Linked DNA regions of Gossypium hirsutum: region 1 is linked to region 2. Evidence: chromatin contacts called from public Hi-C data. All regions are on one chromosome and are shown on one strand. Each heading gives the region's core, a stretch centred on a gene start, on an enhancer-like site or on the middle of the called end of the contact. The rest is flanking DNA. Distances are from core to core; before and after follow the strand shown.

What was found. Hi-C and Micro-C count contacts between places; a contact is called where the count stands out from the background.
Region 1: a Hi-C map of leaf shows a contact between it and region 2, with 1.7 times the contacts expected there. The contact joins the promoter of LOC121230862 here to the promoter of LOC107960277 in region 2. A contact is called at or near these places in 2 of 34 Hi-C or Micro-C datasets (both in leaf).

The regions. Positions count from the first base shown.
Region 1 is chrA06:127,031,634-127,036,262 of Gossypium_hirsutum_v2.1, forward strand. It overlaps LOC121230862 (cullin-4), which reads right to left and starts at 1,863. Exons shown (of 17, transcript XM_041116368.1): 1 at 1,479-1,863; 2 at 302-417; 3 at 1-201. The coding sequence starts at 1,707.
Region 2 is chrA06:126,875,597-126,880,420 of Gossypium_hirsutum_v2.1, forward strand. It overlaps LOC107960277 (DNA-directed RNA polymerases II, IV and V subunit 12), which reads left to right and starts at 1,314. Exons shown (of 4, transcript XM_016896587.2): 1 at 1,314-1,532; 2 at 2,375-2,448; 3 at 2,542-2,634; 4 at 3,540-3,814. The coding sequence starts at 2,409. The coding sequence ends at 3,562.

The sequences.
Region 1 (4,629 bases), core at 613-3,112, 160 kb after region 2:
ATACAAGGCTATACTACGAATCATCAACATTTGATCACAAAGATCTTGCCAACATTTCTCAACGAGTGATAAGAAAACAACCAGATCTGGGCTTTGCCCTACCAAAGATCTTAGTGCAGCAGATATATGTTCTTCACACTCTTTTTCAATTCGCTGATAAAGGCTTCCTCCCAACTTGTGTAGGCAAAGATTATTGACATCCTAAAGGAAGCATGATCGATTACCAAGACATAATATCGATCAAATTACAAATGGCTTTCATAATCAAAATAGAGAGAATCAAGAAATAACAGAGGTTTACCTGATAAAGCTTCTCCAAGTCACAAGAATCTGGTTGCTTCAAAAAGATAGCATTAATGGCTGACTTCAACTTTGCCCAAGTCTCCTCCTCAAAATTTGTAGGCATTGTCGGTTTTGCTACACAGAAACAACAAAAGTCAGAAACCTTTCTGAATACATGTTCTACACATTTTGCATTTTAATAATGCTCTTCTAGCTTTCTACCATTAGTTCATGCAAACAACATAGTTTTAGAGATATAATATGATTCAGAAATACAAAAAATAAACCAAAAAAACTTAGTTCAACACAAGCAAATAACCTTACTGATAACAGGTTGAATCACCTGCTAACTAAAACTATAGCTGTTTAGAAAGACTAAGTAGCTGCTTGTACTCATGCAAGCACACATCATAGATGCAGAGGAGAATCCAAGGGCAGGCAGTGGCCTTGCCACCCCCCCCCCCCAAAAAAAATTTTTTTTTTAGTATTTGAATTACATTTTCTTTGATAAATTAACAGAAAATGTCAATAAAAAAAGCAAAAGAGTGTAGGTTGAGAGCTTTTAATGTAAAGTTGCATTAGCAGACCTACAACACAAAGGCAAGAAAACGAAGAATGTACCGAAACCATGTAAACAAACGAGAAACTTAGGACCCTCAATTTGTTTAGTATAAATAGTGTTCCTCTTAAAAACCGATATCAATTTCGAATTATCATAAAATGATTGTAAGTAATGCCCAGATTACACTGAAAAAGGTAACACTTCTTAGGATCAGCTAACAGTTCTCTATAGAAACTTTTATTTAAAACTATATAGGAAGTCATGGAAAGTACTTGGTTTCATTTAAACGGTTTAAATAGAACAATCCATAAAAAAATATTAAATAATTCAGTGCCTATTAAGTATTAATTAGTGTTAGCCCAGTAAAACAGTGAAAAACGAACTATACAAATAAATTAACCAGTGAAAAGATCCTATAATCAATCAAAACTCCAAGTTTCTGAATTTCATCACCTTTAATCCCTAATTCGTCATTCCATAAACGACCCAACAACCAAAACCACTCAGTTTCTAAGATCAAACACTCAAATGAACTAGAACAAGCAATTTAATAAATGCCCAGAAAATAAATTTCACGAAGACAAAAAAATAATGAGATCGAGACCAATAAAAATTATATAAAGAAAAAAAAAACCTTTAACGAATTTGATGACGAGCTTTTTGGCGGGTAGAGGCGGGGTTGCTTTTTTACGAGAGAGATTAGCGGTGGCGGGAGAACGAGGAACACCGGACTTAGAATCATCGCCGAGGGACATAGATGAAGGGTCAAAAACGACGTCGTTACCGTCTTGATGGTGGTGATGAAGGCCGTTTTTGTTTGGGTCTATAGAACCAGCCACCGCTTGGGACTTTGCTTTCGTCATTGATGATTTGCAGATGAAAAAGAAGAAGAAGAAGCAGCAATGGCGTTTTGGGGGTTAGCGATTAGCGTTGCTTAAGAGAGCGTTTTGTGAAAGGAGATTGAAAGACATGAAAGTGATGATCAAAGAGATCGTCGTAAGAATATTTTCAGCTTCATTTACTTATTTATTTTCCTTTACCTTGATTTCTCTTACGGTGCCATTTAGGAAAAATAATTTTAATTATGCTATTAATCCTTGTAATTTACAAAAATTGTATTTAGAATGATCCTGGATTAAATCTACAATTGTACAGCATAATATAAGACTCGTATTGAATTTAACCAAATAAATTCAATTACTACTATTTGAGTTAGGACTAATGTTTCAAATTTTGAAAAGTATAGGGACTGAAATTGATCAAATTAAAGTATAAAAATTAAATCCATAACTTTCACAAGATATAGTAGTTAATAGCATAATTTAACAAAAGAATTACTTTAAAACCCGTAATCAGTCCAACCATCAATTCAACAATAATTAAATAAAAAATAGAAATACATAAAAATATTTTTTAAAAATTATAAAATGGTTCAACCATCATTTTTTTTCTCGATTTCTAAATTTTTTTTACCAATCCCAAACAATTTGCTCAAGTGTTAATTCAATCCCTTTACTCAAATTAATATATAGGTTGATTTCCCGTTCAACTGAACATTTCGATTCAACTCCAACAACATTGAAAAAAAAAGTATTTTCTTTCGAAAAGTGTTAAATATGTAAATTTTGACCCTAATATGAATTTCAATGTATTAATTTAGATTCAAACTTGATCTAATTTTATTTTATTATATAAAAATAATAATTTAAACTTGAATTGAATTAAACCTGAAAATTCATAACTAAAACAAGGTAAACTCAAATGACGAGAGCTCAAAACAATACAAATACAAAAAAAAAAATCGCACTCAAAATAAATTTTTATTGTATTGGAATTTATTATATAAATTTATATTTTAAATAAATAATATGAATACAACTTAAAATATACAATAAATACGACTTAAAAACAACGATGGCGGTGAAATTAGGTATTGTAGCGATACTGTAGTGTGAAACAAAAAGAAAGTTAAATGCATCGCATCCAAAATTACCCTTAGTGGTTGATGTATAAGTGTATGAGTATGATATGTGGTTAGTTTTTACTATTAGTCCATTTAATATGTCTAAATTATATATTTAGTCCTTACATTTTAATTTGGTCATTTTTAATTCTTATGTTTTTTTAATTTTAAAATTTTAGTTTTTACCAAATAATACTTGTTATATTCATTAAACATTGTTGAGTGTTTTTGTGTCTGTCCTCTTTACGAAAGCCAATTTTCTATTTATATGGCATGGTTCCATGATTTGATATACTAGGATTAGATAGCCCCATGTAGGTCAACATGTATTTTAATACAGGGTCAATATGTGTATACTACTATAGAGTCACTTTGTATCTCTTCTTCAACCAGATAGGGGAGAAATGGTTATAGTATTCACCTCTACCTGATTCTTAAGCTGACTCGGTTCCCATACCAACCCATAACCTGAACAGCATGTCCAGCTCACTAATATATAGTTTGCCACCATACAGTTTGCCTGCATGGGTTTGTAGCACCATGTAGGCCACCTCCTACTTAGGAAACATGTGTTGACCTGCATGGGAATCTACTTAATCCTAGTACATCAAATCACGGAACCAAGCTATATAAATAAGAAATTGGCTTCCATTATGAGGATATATACATAAATATTTAACAAATTTTATTTTTTTAAAATTTTATGCAAAAAGTATATCATCACTATTTTCACATCTAGTCACAAAAAAGCCAATTAATGGAATTAATAGTTGTTATTTGTGTCAAAATTAAAATTTCGAAAAATATTGGGATAAGAATGATTAATTTGGAGAACATTTACTAAATCTAAAACTTATACATAATATAGTATTAATACCATAATTTAACCAAGCAAACCTAATTTTTATCGTTCAAGTTAGGACCAAAAATTTAAAATTTGAAAAGCACTCAGACTAAAAGCAGTGGCGGAACAGGGGGGCTGGGAATGAAAAAATTTCCATATGGCCCCTTTAAAATTTTTAAAATTTTAAATTAGTAAAGGTAAAATTACACTTTGGTCCCCCTAAAAATATAAAAATTTGATTTAGTCATTTAAAAATTATAAAGATATAGTCTATTAAAATAGTGAAATTTTATTTTTTCTATCGTAAAAATTATAATTTAATTTCAGCCCTCCTTAAAAATTTTCTAATTTCGCTCCTGACTAAAAGTCACCAAATTCAACCTATAATATATTAAGTCTGACTTGATCCAATCTCAATTTTTTTTTCTTTATTAAAAAAAGTTAAACTTAAGGAAAAGATTTTGAAAAAAAAAATCATCTTTTTTATTGAACAAATTTGGGGATGCCAAATTTTATTTTTAGTTTTTACATTTTAATCCTGTGGGTTGGGGTAGGCATTTAACTCTTCTATCCGGGCCGGACCAATGGCAATGGCGACCCAATTTTTGCAAATAATTTTCGCTTAATGGTTTAAAAAACCTAAAGAAAAGAGATTTGCCATTGGGCTTATAGATTTTGGGTTAAATTCTAAAGTGCAATTTAATTCTTCACATTTTATGTTAGTTTAAATAGGTAAAAATTGGGTAAAAGTACCAAGTCTTTGTACTAAAAATAAAATTGAATTTTGCCTATTTTTTCAAAAAATGGGTAAATTAGTTCTGGTATGTTAGATCAAAGAGTAAATTGGTTTTTTTCTGTTAAAAATTTCATCCATTTTTATTGGTAAAAATTGATATGACTAATAGAATAATCAAACAGTCACACATAGCATGCCATGTGTATCTCATTCTAACGTATAAGAACTAGTTTTTAACAATA
Region 2 (4,824 bases), core at 64-2,563:
CATGGAGATTAGGTAGGCCTATTCCTTTCCGTCTTCTCTTTTCTAAAAAAGGGGTTAAAATCCTATGTTATTTTGTTTTTAAAAAAAGGGAGCAAAATGAAATTCAAAAGAGGAAGAAACGAAAACACAACACCATTTGATCCTAGCCCAAATCATTGTACTTTTGAGATATATGGGCTCTCATCGGCGCAGTTCCAGGTATTCTCCTCTTTTTTATGCTAAAGTTGCAAGCAAATAAATAAATAAATAAATAAATAATAAAATAGAATCTGGAATCACCTTAAAAAAATTGATTTTGGATTGCTCTTTTCTTTTTTACAATATGCGTGTATATTCCCTTGCTATTTTATTCATTAAAAGAAACAAGAAAAGACCCCCCGTTATAATCCAAGTCCCAATGGCTTTATACAAAAAACTTTGTTCCTATTCTTTTGCTTGCTGTTTTGCTGTGCTATTTTTTGTCTTTTTTTTACAGGTACGGAGGCCAGTTGGCGCGGTGGTACGTGGTGCTCGGTGTGGGGTGGTGCGTGAAGGCCGTACGGAGGAGCGCTGGAGGCTGTACGAGGGTTGGCTGCGGCGCATCTAAAAAACCTAGGGTTTCTATTTGCTAAGGAATTTTTGGCCGTTTGGGCCTTGGGCGTTTGGGTCTAGGTTTGGGCTAGGGTATTAATTTGGGCTTTGGACTAGTTATTGGGCCAAAGTCTGTAAATAGACATTTAATGGGCTGTTAACATTTATATTTGATTTTAATTCATTTTGTATTTTGGTTCTTCCTTGGGCCCGGGCAAATTGGCCTGTTTACAACATAAATTTCACTTCTATTAAAAATATATAAAAACGTTAATTGCACTTAACATCCCCAAACTATGATTTTCATTTAAATTTGGTCCTCAAACTTCAAAACATTCTATAATACCCTCCAACTATCAATGTTATATCAATTAGGTCCTTTTTATTATTAAAACCGTTAGTTTACTCTCAAATCTTACATGACATAATTTAAAATGAAAAATTTAAAGACAAGTAAAACATTCCTGCATAACGTTTAAAAGTGAAAATTAAAAACAGAGTAAAACTAAAAAAAAAGAGTGAACGATAAAACTTTTGTAAAAGTTTCAAAAATCTCAAAGTAAATGGTTTTACAATATTCATTTTTCTTAAAATTTTTCATTTTAAGTTATGTCACATTAGATCCGACATCTCATTTAACAGTTAAACTAATAATTTTAGTAATAGATGGACCATATCGATATAACATCGATAATTTAGGGATATAATTGAAATATTTTAAAGTTTAGAGACTAGTTTAGAAGGAAGGTTATAGTTTGAGTTGCATGGGGAAATTAACTCTATAAAAAATGTTTTCTTAAATTTCCTTTAAAAGCCCAACTCTCAACTCGCTTTAGACATCCACGCCGCCAAACAAAGCCTTCTCCTCTCCTCCTCCTCCTCCCCTCCTTCCTTTGCTGTTCCTAAAGTTTCGTTCTCTTTTAGCTGCCTGAACGTCCTATTTTTTCCCTCTCTCGTGACTCGTAAGTTCTTTTAATACCCAGCGTCAATTTACTGCTCTTCATCTTCTTTCTCTTCTTGGAATATGATTACTGAATTGAATTTATTTTTTTTAAATTAAGGTTTAGGGTTATTTCTGTTGAATCAATTGCTCTTTTGAACGAATTATGTTAATGAATGTAGTGTTTACAATACATTAGTAAAAATAAAGAAATTGGGGTGATTGGGCACCCAAAGTTTTGGAATCGTACGATAGAATTAGGGACTTACCTGATATTATTTGGTAGAGTTTTGTTGGATGAGTTTTCCGGTAATGAAGAGTGTTGAGGGGATGCCGAATCCTTTAGAGAAGTTTGTGAAAGCGTCGTCCGTTTGGAGCTGACCGAGCCGACTGATCCATTTCATTGGTATTTTCCCTGGGTCGAGCTGAGGTATTGTCTCTCAACTCTATGGAGAGCCCGAGGTTTTGCCATTGGTAAGTGACTGTGGACCATGCATGGTCCATTCCAACGAGGCGTTCCCTCTCTCTATAGAGTTGGAAGACGACTCTGGCCTTGACTCCATGAAAATTCTGAGCTGTTGAGGGGTCTCCAAAAGGAATCGATCTCTCCTAAATGAAGTGCATAAAATTAGATTATGGAACCTGTGTAGGGTAAATTATAGGAAACAATCATCGTTTACACTGAACCTTCCTCTTTGTTTGCTCTGAAACATTCATCTAATAGTTGTACTTGACATATAGTAGGACATGGATATCAATGTATGTTTCTCCAACTATATTTGAGAACATTAAAACAAAAAAAGTTTTGGGGTATTTGTTCATTTAAATTTGACTTGTGTGAAAACCTCTTTGACCTTTGAGCAGGTTCATCAGGAAAAACTTGTTCGAGTGAGCATCAATGGATCCACAACCTGAACCTGTTACCTATATCTGTGGAGGTTAGTATTATATAGCCTCTTCGCTCTTAAATAAACCCTGAGTTTTGGGAAAGTCTTTTGATTTTTTGTTCTTTTTGGGGTGATGTTATAAAGACTGTGGGCAAGAGAACACATTGAAGCATGGAGATGTGATACAATGCCGGGAATGTGGTTATCGCATTCTTTACAAGAAGCGAACCCGAAGAAGTAATGTTCCTTTCTCACTACTTTTGTCCTTTTCCTTAATTTTACTATTTTTTATAGTAATATTTGTAATGATTTATTGTATTTCATTGCTTATTTGTGTCATTATCAAGAATGAATTTAGGATATATTTTAAAAGTTCTTTTTTTCAAGGATCAGGAACAGAATAGAACCATAGTCGGCACTAAATTTAACTTAGGTGAAACAAAATGTGATATGAGATTATTGTTCCGATATTTGACAGTGTTGAACCGAATGCAACTTTTTTCCGGTAATTATGAACTAGATTCAAATAACTTAAAATTTTAGGATCACTCCTCTTATATTAATCCAAAATCTCTCATCCTGAAATTAAACAAATTGAGAGACATCAAGATTGCATGTCAAAGACAATCACATTATGGTCTTCATTCTCTTTTTCCTTTGCTTTTTATACTTTGTGAGAACACACCATTATCAGATATTCAACCGGGACAATATCAAGTATCAACCTTCATCAATCTACATTGATTGTCCATTAGAACTTAATGATTCTCCTCTTTGCTATTGTGAACTTACAGTATCCCAGAGACCTACCAAACATAAAACTTTTGATGCATATTAGACCATACACAAGTTTTCTTTTTTGGCGTGCTTGTGCGTGTATCCGTTTAATGTTTGGGTATTTTTTATTAAGTTTCTTGTTAATGCTCGGGATGTGTTCTTTGTTGCCTAATGTTTAGCAATAGGCCCTCAAGTGTGATGTTTCAATTCTACAATTTTATTCTAGCTAAAAGCAGATCTATAGCTTTGTTTAACCTGCGAAACGAATTTCCTCATGGTCCTTTTCACATCTCGAAGAGAGATAAACTTGCTATTTCTTTCATTATTTTGACAATTAATGTTGTAAAACCTTGTGTTTTCTGCAGTTGTTCAGTATGAAGCTCGCTGAAAGTGGTGTTTGGAGAAGGGGAGGGTATGAGCAAACAATCTCTTAGTCAGTAGTTATGTGTTTTGTATATGGTTGATTATATTAAGTGTGGATAGTGAGGATTTGAACACTTAAGTTCTGTCCATGGATGCTTTGCCTAGCAACCTAAGTGATGTCTATTGATTTAGAACATCAAAAACAAGTTCATACGTTTAAAGAACTGTGTATGTTATGTTTCTTATTGTGACTGCTTTTAAGTGATTTCTGGTTCAATGGTGAACTTTTAAATCTTTAATTATATATTTTTAAGTTTTGGATTTGATGTTTGGTTGATAGAAATATGTGAATGGTATAAAGGTTGTTAAATCATCTTTTGTGGGTGAAATGTGCTGTTCTTGGTAAAATTTGGCACGGTCTTTTTCTCTTGAGATGTAAAAGTTTAAAATCTGGTATTAGTCCTTGTATTGTTATGTTTAAGTCACAAATTTAGTTTTTATATTTTAATTTGGTCATTTTTAGTTGTAGTTTTGGAATTTTGAGATTTCAGTCTTGATTCTAAGATTGTCGAATTCTATTGTTTTTAAAATTTATGCCATAGATATATATGTGTAACGTGATGTCACTTTATTGTTTTTACATGGTATTCAAAAAACAATTTGAGGATTAAAAATATCAAATTGGAGACTTGCATAATCTAATGGATTTAATCATTATTGTTCATAATTAATTAATAGTGAAATTTGACTTTGAGTTGGTGAAATATGTTGGGATTAAACCAGTGTTGTATAATTCATTGAAGTGGTTATACATATACATAATTACATATATTTGCTTAATAATTGTTTTCCTTTGAGAAATGCCTTTTGTTTACTTTGTATTTTTTTGGTAGTTTAAGAGTTATTTTTTCTTTTGTTTTCTTATTCTAAATCACTGACATTCGGGTGTAAAAGTACAGTACTCCATCAGTCATTGTAGGCATAGTGCACTACACATCTTCTTCCAATAAATTTTTGTTTATTTTTATATATGTTGGTGGATCTACATTAATAATCACCTGCTTTTTTGATGATACGATCTCAAAATATATCGAAATTTCATGTTCAATCTTTAGAACTCTAATAATGTATAAGTTTAATTTCGCTGCAATTCCCCATTCTATATTACCTAATTTAGGTGCCTATTGATAGTATATCTACGTTTAAAATTGTCACGGATATAATTTTTAAGTGTTAAGACTTAAATATGTCTATAATCACTTCTCATTATTTTATTTCGTTTCATCC